Regions from separate parts of the Hordeum vulgare genome. Here region 2 is linked to region 1. A link is a contact called in public Hi-C data. All regions are on one chromosome and are shown on one strand. The core of a region is the stretch at or near the end of the contact, and the rest is flanking DNA. Distances in the headings are between cores, read along the strand shown.

Region 1 (3,507 bases), core at 967-3,466:
TCCAATGCACTCCAAATGCTGGTGCCATATGAAGCATCTGTATTGATTGAGTTCCCCAAAAGTGCTGATATCGGGTTTTGGGACCCATAATTATGAAGCCTCTTGAAGATGATAGGCATGGCGAACCATGCCATCAGTGTACCAAATAATGTTCCTCCAAGTGGAACAACTACCTTTTCAAGATCTGGATATGTCTCAAAAAACTGGTGCACGTGTGGTGTTACCGCATCAGTCATCTCCTTAACTTTCTTGCCTGCATCAGCCGTAGCATCAATGGTGGTGCTGCGAGCATTTTCAAACATGTCCATCCAAGTGGTGCCTCCAGTAACAACCTCGGCATTTTCAGTGGGAGGAACAATTGGGACTTCGGGCTTAATTCCAGTGTCTGATGAGTATGCACGGCGGATGCTGGAAACACCTAAAGGTCCTGGCAATGGATTAAAACTGGGCTTTGAAGTATTCAACCAATTAGTGCCCATATGAGCAGCAAGTGGGATTATACTGGCTCTTGACACACCATTGATTGGAGGAAAACGATCCATTGCCTTCATCTGCCCAATAACTGAATTGCCTGGTTTTATGCTGCCCCTTGCACAGCTGCTGAATCCCCTCAAAGAGGCACCAGAAGATATGGACCCAATTGATAACTCCATAAGATTCTGAGATGACCGCCGCAAGATTGCTGTACACCCAGACATTGTGCACTAAAGAAACTGTCCTGAAATATGAAAGCAATTAACATGAAAGATGGAGAATAAACATAATTAAAGCAGAAAACAAGACTACTACCAAACTCTGTTAACGGCAACTAACTGACAAAGGATAAACCATAATTCAACAGCAGAGCATCGATGTATGAAACTACTAGTTATCAACATATACATATCAACCTGAAACTTCATTAAGTTTTGTAGGGCCAGAAAATAACTATGGATGCTAAATCCGAAAATTTTCAATCATGAGAACTTCAATTTCATGGTGCCAAAGAGTTCGGCAAACCATAGGTATTCAAACATCAAAAGATAAAGGACAGATGTCATCTGCCTCTCTAACTGTTAACCATGCTGTTGTCTCAAACCATAACAGCAAACTCCGTGATTTGAATCAAATGGGTGTGCGATCACTAAAGCGATCCTTGCCATAGCTTAGCTTTTGACGATAAGCACTCCAAATTTCCCAATCACAGCAACAATAATTCGTCAGCACAACCAAAATCAGATTAATCAGAGGGAAAATTCAGGTCTCCAGTTGGAATAGGATAAACAACCCATAAACCAACAATTCTTACTCCACCCGGATGCTATGTTTGCATAAAACCTTAAGGCAACACCAAATCAAACTGGCGGAAGAGCAGCAGTTACAAACAAAAGTCCACATCAAACAGCTGGAAACATAATTAAAGCAACAGAAATGGTAACGATGACTAAAAGAAATGAGGATAAACCATAACACAACTCTCACTTGAACTTGACCGGCAGAGAAACAATGTGTATGAAACTACTAATTATCAACACCCGCATGACAGAAGTACACCCATCCCTGTTTCTCTAACTGAAAACCACGCTATCCATCCCGACCGTAACAGCAAACCCCGTTTGCACCAAATGATGGGGCAAAATCTTCTAACAAGGCACGGCAAAAACTACATTGCAGAGTGACCACGCAAGTGATCCTTGACATAGCTTGTATCAACAAGCACCCAAAATTTCCAAACCGCAGCGGCTGTAATTCTTCCGCACAATCAAAATCAGGGTAGTCATAGGGGGGGAAATTCGGGTCTCCAGTCGGAATCGAGCGAACGAACTAGGCATCAACAATCCTTACTTGAACCCCGGATGATACATTTGCACAAACCCTCGAATCGGGCGACACAGAACCAGCGGAAGAGCGTCAGTAACAGCAACAAAACTCGCATCGAAACGCACGCCGGAAACGGAGCCCGCGGCGCACGGGGAAGGCGCTGGCTACTACTTGCGGCCGCGCCAACTACAGTAAGAACCCGCATCGAGGAAAGGGGAGGTCCAGCCGCGCCTCAGTGATTCGAAGAGGGCTTACGCTTGGGAGCAGAGGCGGAGGAGACCGGGAGCCGGCGGCGCGCTTGCTTCGTCCCCGCCGCGGTGCTTCAACACCTGGCCCGGAGGGGCGTGGCCGCGTGGGATGGGGGGTGTGAGGCGTGAGGAGGCCTCGACGGCGACGGGGGCTGCGCTGGTTTATTTTCCTTTGCTCTCTGCTTGCCTTTCTTGCGGGACAGGAAACGAGGGGGTGTCGTGGAGAGGCTGCGGGTGGGACCTCCTCCGTGCCCCACCCCCTGCGTCGTGCGGTGCGTGCTCGGATTTTCTTTCCCTTTTCCTTCCTTTTCTTTTCTCTGAGGGATTCGGCCTTCTGGATCATGCATCCAAGGCCACGAAGCCCAAATTTTCTCTTGGAGCAGCCCGCCATGAAGCCGACATGGGCAAGTGTTCACCTTGTTTCACAAAGATTTGATCGAAATATTTTTTTTTCATTGATGATACAAGGATTACATACATGGAAACCCGTTGTCACGAAAGACAGTATATGATACTCGACAAACCGAAGTCCTTTGCCCGTGGGCAGCTACGGTTCCTGGTTTCCCCTAGCGGCACACCGCTAGGATTTCAAATCTACCTCGTGTCCCTCATCAATTATTGCGTTCGGGTTGGTCGTGGACTGATCTGGCGTGATCCCCGAGTGGTCTAGATTGCTCTTGTCCGTCCGCATGGCAAAAACAAGCAATGGGAAGGCACCGACAGTCGCCACATTTGGAAGCAGAGATGGGCATGATATGCGCGGATCTGAGGCAAACGTGGAGGACAGGTTCTCGGGCGTGAATCTCCATGGGGAAGAAGAGGATGAGCTTGTTCTGTTAGGTGAGATTGAAGGTTTGATTGAGGAAACAAGGTGGCTCGTAATTTTTAGGGTTCATACTCTCAAACCCTTCAGCCATGTTGCCATGTTTATGGCGATGAGGAACGCGTGGACGCTGGCGCAAGGAATGGTCTTCAAGGCTCTCAAGCCAAATCTCTTTCTTGGCCAGTTTATGTGTCTAGGAGACTGGAATTGTGTGATGAACGGTGGCCCTTAGTTGTTCCCATACGTCGACGTTGTTATGAAAGAGTATGATGACGTTACATGTGTTGATGAATACAAACTTGATCGTATCCCGGTCTGGGAGCGTATTATTGGCATCCCACGTGGACCCCCTCCGGTGATGACCTAGTATGAGGAGTGTTTTGGATCGTAGCCGAGTGCCATGATTTCAAATCTGGAACTATCATGTTTCTATGAATATGAGAGTGTTTTGGATCTTATCTTGCAAGTTGTATGGTCCTATTATGTGTTATGATCCATAGACCCCAGAGTGACAATAGTTAGGACCCCCGCCGTGATGACCGTAGTATGAGGAGTTCATGTATTCACGATGTGTTAGTGCTTTGTTCCGATTCTCTATTAAAAGGAGGCATTGATATACCTTAGTTTTCCTTATGG
Region 2 (3,344 bases), core at 712-3,211, 200 kb after region 1:
AAAATCAAGTCACAACCTCATGAACCATCTGTGCTTCTTCCTATAGCTGTTTAGACACATCCACGCCCTCTGGAGCCGAGTAACAGGGAGTACACCGCCACCACCTGACCATCAGATTGCTTCTTGGTCTGGCTCCCCATGTCCAGCACCATCAATTAAATCAATATATAGCAACCACCAAAGATAAGAAAAAAAATTCTTGAAATGGAGTTCATCTGCTAGATGAGATCACAAGGTTCTTCTAGCTGCATATGCCGCCACGCCATGTCCAGAGCTCAGATGCTCCGAGTCCGGTTGATTCTGGCGAGCTCCTGCTCCAGCTCGTCGAGGCCACCAACGTCCTCCAGCTCCTGCAATCACCACAACCACAGGCGCGTTGAGACGGACGGTTTACAAGGAAGATCAGGGTGCTTGTCTTGTACTGTGTCACTTGGCCAGTGGTCACAGCACAGCACGGGGACACACGAGAGGAGACGACAAAACGATAGGCGCCATGCGCCTCGCACTCACCTTGGGTCCCAGGAAGAGCCCATACGGTACGCCCTCGAACTTGTCCATGTGGTGTATCTGCCACGGAGCCACGACCACATAATAATCAGCACAAAAATTTTCAGGACATCGCCAAGTTGGTACGTGCTGCTCCAGGGAGCGAGAGGCCGGTAGGCTCGCCGTACGTACCTTGTGAGCGGCAGCCACTCGCCGGAAGTAGGGCACGTCGGCGATGGGGCCGACGGGGAAGCGGCGGTGGACCAGGCCGTCGTGGACGAACATGTATGCCATCCCGAAAAGCGTAATCCCAAGGCCCTGTAGGAAGCAGACACGTGGCGAGTCAGACCCTAATCGGATGGTTCTTGCAGATGGCCCCGGTCAGCCGGAGGGATGCACTAGTGTAGTGGATGGCGGTGGCTTTACCGCGCCGAAGCAGAGGCCGGGGACGAGGCCGCGGTGGAAGAAGCCGTAGGCGAGGAGGGCGATGGCCGGCACGGCGTTGATGATGGCGAAGACGTCGTTGAGCTCGAAGGGCCCGTCGCGCGGCCGGTGGTGCGACTCGTGCATGTGCCACAGGGACGCGTGCCACAGCGCCTTGTGCGCCCACTGCGCCCAGAACTCCATCCCGACCTGCATCACGCCCGAATATTAGCCTGGTGGCCTTCGCCGCCGGCGAGCAAGAGTTGTGCGAAGGTGCCGCGAGCTTACCGCCGCGCCGACGGAGAGCGCGAACGTGCCCAGCATCTCGGTCATCGGCACCTCGCCGCCCTGCACGAACGCGGCGCGCATGTGAGTTTTAGCAACGGCAGCCAGTCAAGTAGTGTACTACAACCGTCCACGCACTTAAATCACGGCTCTACGAACGGCGAGGAAAGATGGCGAAAACGAATGGGTGGCACGTACCTCCATTTGCCAGGCGAAGCGGTAGTACACGGAGGCGATGGCCATGGAGGTGACCCCTAGGCTGGACATGACGGCGGCCACCAGGTACGTCCGCCTCTCGGACTGCTTCCGCGCCTTCCTCTCCGCCACGCGCCGCGCCGCCGCGGACGCCGCCTCTTCCTCCAGCGAAGGCACCGGCACCGTCGCCGGCTCCTGCGGAACGAAGCACGTGACGGTCTCTTGCCCCCTCCTGCGCGCCGTCCGCGTGAACGGGGAGAACGGGAGAGGCCGGCCGGCACGGGAAGGCAGCGTCCGGTACCGCGCGGCGGCGAGGAGAGGGTTCTTGACTGCGAAGCTGGCCATGGTGGAGCCCGAGAGACCAGCGGCCATGGAGGGGGACTCTCACTGCACTTTCGAGCAGGCTATAAATGGACACTGACGGAGCTCGGGAGCTCGAAAGGGGAAGGAAGAAGAGATGGGTGACTGGACTGTGCACTGTGGAAGCAAGGCAAAGACGTCAAGCCGCCGAGAGGTTTGGTCTCGTACGCGTGTGCAAACCTGGAGGAAGAAGTGGGGAAACTGCAAATCTGGAGTGGAGGAAGAAGTAGGGAAATCGAAGTGCGCCGTGGGCGCCCCGCGAGCCGTCCGATTCGATCCAACGGCCGTGACCGCGTGTCAGATCGTTCGAACTACTAGGCTGCATCCGTTACTCCGATGGGCATTGTGTGGCCAAGCGCAGTACACGCTCCTGCCACGGCTTCCCTTCTCTTCTCTGGACCGAGACCTCACGGCGACGCCCGCCGTTGGATTGGATACTTTGGTCCGAGAAACGTGAGGCCTCGCCGCCATGGAATGGGGTCAAAAACTCAAAAGTGCGCGGGGAAAACCGAGGGAAAGGGTGAGAAGAAAGAAGCCGAGAATAGCAGATCGACAGCGCGGCGGGTTCGGCCGGTGTAGAACGGAGGGCTGCTGTTTGATGGAGATCCGTCCACGTAACTCTTTGCCGGACACGGCATGGACTTATGTTGTACGCATCAGGCATTTAATGGGGAATCGCAGGGAGTTTGGAGGATTGACCGCATGTGATGTATCCAAATCAATAGATCTTTTTTCGAACTTCGTAAGAAAAAAAGACTTCTTTTCTTTTGAGCACACATCCGGACATCCCCGTCGTGAGATACGCTCGATGATCGAACTGCTGCTGCGTGAACGTAACCCGTTGGGCAGTGTAAATGCGGTGACTCATTTGACACTCCTCTTTCTCCTACTTATCTACTACCATTAAAATGAAGAGAGGTCAAATCCAATTACAAATTTAGACCGTCTAATCCAAGCATCAACTGACTAATTACATCATTAATAGAAAGGCCCGTACTACAAATCAACCGGCTGATAACTGGGAAGTTATCAGCCGCCTTATCTACCGTTCCATCAAGACCGCTACAGACGTTGAATGAGTCAACGGGGTCCTTCTCGGACAAACACAATTTCGCTATATCAGTGCTTCGCTCCTGTCCTTTGTCACAACAAGGCATCGTCCTCGTCCTCCCAACAGTGCCACCTCTTGCTGGTGAACAGCCCCTTGCAGCTTACATCGACGCCATAGCAAGGCGATGCATCGTCGCTGGAAAAGAATCAAAGTCGCCGCCGGCAAGCGCTGCACTACAGTAGCCGGAGCCGCCGGCGAAGCTCCATTGCAACACCGAGAGCTGCATCACAGCTTTGGGGCCGCCGACGAAGCTTCATTGCAACTCTGAGGTTGCATCGCAGCTTCGGACCACCGGCGATCGTTCATTGCAGCACAGGGAGCGGACGGCGAAGCTCCGATGCAGCACCGAGGTTGCACCGCAGCTCCGGGTAGCGTCGACAACCGCTGCATCGCAGCACCGACAACTGCCGGCGACGCTTCGTGGCAGTGCTAGCATAGCTCCATTGAAAGGCTGACAATGCTTCATTGCAGCCCTATCGGAGCT

What was found. Hi-C and Micro-C count contacts between places; a contact is called where the count stands out from the background.
Region 2: a contact with region 1 is called in a Hi-C map of leaf, with 2.7 times the contacts expected there. The contact joins the promoter of LOC123430624 here to the promoter of LOC123427429 in region 1. A contact is called at or near these places in 2 of 6 Hi-C or Micro-C datasets (leaf and seedling).

What each region holds. Positions count from the first base shown.
Region 1 is chr2H:582,023,960-582,027,466 of MorexV3_pseudomolecules_assembly, forward strand. LOC123427429 (mechanosensitive ion channel protein 1, mitochondrial-like) reads right to left here and starts at 2,217. Exons shown (of 8, transcript XM_045111474.1): 1 at 2,056-2,217; 2 at 1-718. The coding sequence starts at 698.
Region 2 is chr2H:582,222,742-582,226,085 of MorexV3_pseudomolecules_assembly, forward strand. LOC123430624 (beta-carotene 3-hydroxylase, chloroplastic-like) reads right to left here and starts at 1,962. Exons shown (of 6, transcript XM_045114479.1): 1 at 1,393-1,962; 2 at 1,198-1,257; 3 at 913-1,119; 4 at 679-804; 5 at 511-567; 6 at 1-350. The coding sequence starts at 1,761. The coding sequence ends at 276.